2 separate regions of the Oryctolagus cuniculus genome follow, and region 1 is linked to region 2. The links are chromatin contacts, called in public Hi-C maps. All regions are on one chromosome and are shown on one strand. The core of a region is the stretch at or near the end of the contact, and the rest is flanking DNA. Distances in the headings are between cores, read along the strand shown. Region 1 holds the start of TOMM6 (translocase of outer mitochondrial membrane 6). Region 2 holds the start of CCND3 (cyclin D3).

Region 1 (2,700 bases), core at 87-2,586, 230 kb before region 2:
ATGGGAGAGGTGCAGAGCAGAGCGGGAGGGGGCGGCGGCTTGGGCTGGGAGGAGGGGTCCTCCTGAGCTAAGATCCTCGCCCCGGTCCCGCGCCATCCCCTCCCTCCAGCAGCGCCCCCTCCCCCCCGACGCGAGCCTCCGGGCCCGCAGCTCTCACCGCGCGTCCCTGGCCGCAGCGCTCCAAGGGCCTCCCGGACCCACCCCGCGCCGCGGTCGGGGCTGCGGCGCCGGACTTGCTCCCGGGAGGGGGACGCGGCCGCCCTCTGGTGGGCGGAGGCGGAGAGGCGGGGGACCCTGGAGAGGACTGGCGGCGGCACTGGGGGCGGCCGCTGGTCCTGGGGCGGGGAGGGGCGAGACGGGACCGGGTGCGGCGCTGGGCTCAACTGTCGGGTCGCCCAGCCTGGTTCCGGGAGAGGGAAACTCGGGGCCCCGAGGTGAGCGTTTCTGTCTTGCCCCGGCACAGGGGAGGAGGGACCCAAACGAACTGAACGCAAGGATCGCTCCTCGATGAACACCCTAACCACCAACAGTGCAGCCCTTCTCGCCGCAGCCGCCAGCTCCAGCCTGGAAACCCAGCAGGGGAAGGAGTGCCGAGCTGGGGCCGAGGCAGAGGGACCCACGAAGCGGGAACAAGGCCTTCTAGAGACGCCCCATGATCCGAGGGAGGATGTCCCCTGCTCCACCTGCTCCTCTTCCTCTGACTCAGAACCCGAAGGCTTTTTCTTGGGCCAGCCTCTTCCCCGGTCCCGGAAGACCCCTGGATGCCCCCAAGCAGGGGACAGAGCCACCTCCAGGAAGCACTGCACCATTTGCTAGTGACACAGACAGGAGACGGCGGGGAATAGGGTGGGAGGGATCTTGTGAGGCGAGAACACCAGGCGCTCCTCCCCTTACAAAACTCCTAAGATGAAAGCAATCGGGGACCGAGCCTGGGAGTTACAAATTGCGACCCCTTTTAGCACAGCGCGTTCTACGACTTTCGATGGAGACTTTCTTGAAAACCCCATTCCCCAAGGCTACGTTTTCCGGGCAGAGCCAGCCCCTACCCCACCCTCACGGGCTGGGACAGCCCAGCATCCTCCTCTGGAGCCACCGAAAGGATCACTCGGCACGTGCAGCTGCAGAGCGGGAGCCAGCAGCAGGGGACTGTGGAGTCGGGCCGCGCGCCTCCATGTGCAGCGCTGGGGGCGGGCCCGACTCGGACGTCGGCGCATGCTCAGGTCGCAGCGCCCTCTGCCGGCCAGCACCGCCGGAAGTGCCAGGCCGGAAGTTGCGTATCGCCGGGGCGGCTGCTATACCGTGTGAGGGGACCGTGCTGAGCGCAAAGGTGCTGCTATGGCTTCCAGTGGGGTCACTGTGAATCCTTCTGGCCCCGCGAATGAAGCTCCAGAGATCCCTGACAACGTGGGAGATTGGCTTCGTGGCGTCTATCGCTTTGCCACTGACAGGAATGATTTCCGGAGGTAACTGAGCCAGGCATCCCGGTCCCTCTCTGCCCTTCACCGTCTACACCTGCTGCGTTGCCCTGTCCCTGTGGGGTTGGCGTCCCCGGGGGTGTCTCGGTACACTGCCAACATCGTGTCCTTCTCATGGCCTTGGGTGTACCTTGCTGGGGTCCTTGACCGCGGGAGTTGCGTGGGGGCAGACGCGATCTGTTAAAGAGACGCTATATAGGGTGACGGGGCGGGAGAAGGTGCCCAAATACCAACAGGGTTTTGGGCGCTGGACGAGTGCTTAGTTGGTCTGTGGGTTTGATCCTGCCGTTATCAGGCTCAGAAGTGGACTCAGAATTCCCACGTGGGTCTTGGGCAACCTCAGGAAGGAGGCGGTGATGGCTTCCTCGCTGTGTTGGGTGACTATCCAAGGGACTCCGTGGCCACAGGACTGATGAAATACATTCTTTTTCCAGGAACTTGATTCTCAATTTGGGACTGTTTGCTGCAGGCGTGTGGCTGGCCAGGAACTTGAGTGATATTGACCTAATGGCACCCCAGCCAGGGGTGTAGCCAAGGAGGTAAGCGCCTAATCTCTGCATGTCTTAGGAATCCTAGAGGTGGGGAGAAGCCGTGATTTATACCAATTGTTCATGAAATTTAGAAGACTCGATTTTAAACCCTTGGCTTTCCTAGCTAAATGTGTTTCCAGATGGCACAAGGGATTTGAATCTTAGCAGTCTCCCTCCTGTGCTTTCCGTTTCTGATGTCATCTGTTGTCCTGTCATCTGATTGCAGATAGATGGAATCTCGGTGCAGTACTCAAGCCTTCCAAAAGCAGCCCACAGTGTGTGACCACCACAGGACATGCCCCGATGGCGGCTGAAGTTTGATGCAGCGGGAGCCTCCCCCTTCCCTGCCTGGTTCTCTCTCCTCCCTTGAGTCCACTGGGAACTGTGCTCCCTGGTGAGCAGCCCAGCCCCCGCTAAGGTATCGCTTCTGCTCTGTCAAGTTCTGTACATAGTTCCCACAGTTTTGCACCGTGTGAGCGCTCCGGTCCTGAGGACTAACAATGGTGTGTTAACAGATATGTGAAATAAAGACTGCATACAAGGACAGCCATTTTATTCTTTTAATAAGAAACTTCTGCTTACAAAAACAAGGTGTAAAAAGTCAAGATTTACAAAAATCATAAAAACATGATTTATATTTCATACTCAAAAGAGGCAGGAACAAGATCCAAACATGGATTGTAATGGAGGTGGTC
Region 2 (2,700 bases), core at 106-2,605:
GCTGGGTACAGACTGAAACAGAGGTGCTTTCAACTTCAGCTTCTAGAGGGGCGGACGCTCCCACCTGTTGAACCCTGAACACCCTGAACACCCGGGGCGCACGCAGACGGAGAGCGGCCACGCACACAGGTGCCGCAGGGATTCCTCAGTGCCTGCGCCAGGAATGAGCGCGGAGCATCTGCCGGGAAGCAATGGAGATCCACCTCCCCACTGACGTCTGCTCCCACGGGGAACAGAGACAGGGGGGAGGGGGGGTGTTTCAGAGGGCCAGCACCTGCCAGAGGAAACAGCTCGGAGCCCAGGTGTGGGGGGCGCTGCACCAGCTGGACATTATTGGCTGTTTGGGAACCAGCCCAGACATCTGCCTTTCCTCGAATTCATCCCCACCTCCTCTTCATACCTGGGCAGTGCGCTAGAGAGAGCAGTTGCTGCTGGGTCACCACGTAGCCCACAGCGGAGTGCAGTCCAGTTCTGTGGGATGAGCAGTGCCCCCAGTCTTCCCACTAACGTCCCTACCCAGCGATCTGTCCATCCTTCCTTCCGAATCCAGCTCAAAGCTCCCTTTCTCCCTGACGCTTCGCGCCGCCCTGGGCACGTCCCCGGGCTGTGCTGTGGCTGTGGATGCGCACTCCCGCACTCTCGGCACCCCACACAGAGCCGGCGCACGGCCCACGCTCGGCCCCTCCGTGCCCCCTGCCTTACACCGGCTTCTGCGGTGACTCCTCGGGTTAACACTCAGACACACCGCCGACGCGCAAACTCTCCCCTGTGCACCCATCAGAGGCGACGGCGGGACAAACAGTGGCCTCCCCCGGCCTCGGTCTCTCGCGCCCCGCTCTGGGGTAGGAAGAACGGGAACAGCCCAGGGAAGCGCCCTCGCTCCCAGGTCCGCTTAAGGGGGCGGCGGTGAGCGCAGAGGCGCAAGGGCTTCTCCGCCCTTCGAGTACACGCGAAGCGGCGCGCGCGTCCTGGGAGCGCAAAGGGGCCCGGCTGAGGGGCCGCCAGGGAGGTGCTGACGGCGCGGAGACCCCCAACCCAACCTCTGGCGACCCCCCCCCCCGGCCGCTCAGGATATCTAGCGTGAACCGCGAAGCCCCAGGGCCAGGGGGTGATGCCCACATCGCCTCTCCCCGCTGCGCCAGCCCCCAAGCCTACCTCGTGGGCAGGTGAGTCCCGCGGAGCACCCGGGGTGGCCGCACACGCGCTCCCCCGCCGCCTCTGGCCTCGGTCTTCGGGAAGTGGCGGGGGGCTGGGGTGGGGGTGGTCGCAGCCCGCAGCCGCGGCGAGGCAGCGCACCCCGTCCCCAGGCGCCCAAACAGACCCAGGCTCCGCCCCCGCGACCGCGGCGTGTTTACAAAGTCGGCGGATCCCGAGTTTGAAGCTGGGCAGGAAGTGGGGAAGAGGGGGCGGGGGAGACAAAGGGGCTGGGGCGCGGCTCCGCGCAGCCCGGGTGCCGACCCCCGCCGGCCCCGCCCCGCGCGCCCTAGGTAGGGGACGGGGCCCCGGCGGGCTCAGGTGCGCACGGCCAGCAGGCGCCTAGCGGGGCCCGCCAGCGCGCGCGACCCAGGAAGCCCACCACACAGTGGGGCAACTGGCTGCACGTCGGGCACCGGGACAGTCCCCTGCCGTCGTTACCTGGTTGTCCCCTCGGCCGTCAGCACCCCTCCACCCCCAGATTCACAGAAAAGGAGACTGACGCACAGAGCGGTTAGGTATTGTGCCCAAACTCCTGCAGCCGCCGAGGGCTGGGACCCAAGCCCAGCGTCCGTGCCCTGCCAAGGCGCAGGCGCGGCGTGGACCCTCGACACACACCCCCCCCCCAAGACCCTCGGCGGCCACGCGGACGCGACGCTCGAGGACTGAGGCAGGCCCGGAGCAGGCACGCCCATCCCCAAGGGGTCCACGGACGGCCGCACAAAATCACGAGATCAGATGCCCCAGGGTTTCCCAAGAGGACCCAGGGAGCTTGGTAACCAAATCCCCAAGCCCCTTTCCCACGGTGGGGTCACTAGGACCGCGCTGGGCCCAGCCAGGTGTGGCTAATAACCAGAGACGTTTGGAGAAACCCTGCCAGTGTAGACTACCTCCTGGATCCTTCCTCATCAGAAACGATTCACTATTAAAACAGGCTTATTTTAATTCGCGTAAACCAAGATAGCATTTTCGCACCCCCCCCCCAAGCCCACACACTTCGCATACAAATGGTCACGTGCGCACCCCCACCCAGCGAGGCTTCGGAAAACCGGGAGGAGCGTGCGCGCGCCCCGCCCACCCCCGCCCCGTGACTACAAGTCCCATCGCGCCCCGCGCTCACGCACGTTACGCCAGGGCAAGATGGCCGACACGGCGGCCGCTGCCGGGGCTGGCGGCTCCGGAACGGTAAGGGGTAGAAGCGCGGGCCCGGCGCTGAGAGAGTTGGGGTACTCTGCAACTTTCCCCTGGCCTGGGCAGCAGGCTTATGCCCAGCTATCCCGCCCCAGCGTGGGCTGCGACCGGAGGAGGGCCCCTCAGGCTGTGCGCGCCCACCCCTCTGAGGGACTTGGCGGCGGCCTCCTGAGTTGGTGAACCTGTGTCCTGATTGGTTTGCTCGGTTGGGAACCCGGAACATCTCCTGATTGGTCCAGAGAGGACTGTTTCGCCTCTTCATTGGCCAGGCAGAGCTGGGCGGGATTCCTGCTTCAAAATATTGAGCTTCCCTAC

Evidence for each region. Hi-C and Micro-C count contacts between places; a contact is called where the count stands out from the background.
Region 1: a contact with region 2 is called in a Hi-C map of an unstated tissue, with 2.9 times the contacts expected there. The contact joins the promoter of TOMM6 here to the promoter of CCND3 in region 2. A contact is called at or near these places in 3 of 6 Hi-C or Micro-C datasets (ear pinna, psoas muscle and an unstated tissue).

Annotation. Positions count from the first base shown.
Region 1 is chr5:128,103,663-128,106,362 of mOryCun1.1, reverse strand. TOMM6 (translocase of outer mitochondrial membrane 6) reads left to right here and starts at 1,336. Exons shown (of 2, transcript NM_001171253.1): 1 at 1,336-1,463; 2 at 1,910-2,006. The coding sequence starts at 1,336. The coding sequence ends at 2,006. PRICKLE4 (prickle planar cell polarity protein 4) reads left to right here. Exons shown (of 8, transcript XM_051855706.2): 8 at 464-822. The coding sequence ends at 816. It also overlaps a transcript of USP49 not described here.
Region 2 is chr5:127,870,373-127,873,072 of mOryCun1.1, reverse strand. CCND3 (cyclin D3) reads right to left here and starts at 1,355. Exons shown (of 4, transcript XM_051855705.2): 1 at 1,156-1,355. It overlaps TAF8 (TATA-box binding protein associated factor 8), which reads left to right and starts at 2,317. Exons shown (of 9, transcript XM_051855711.2): 1 at 2,317-2,379. The coding sequence starts at 2,335.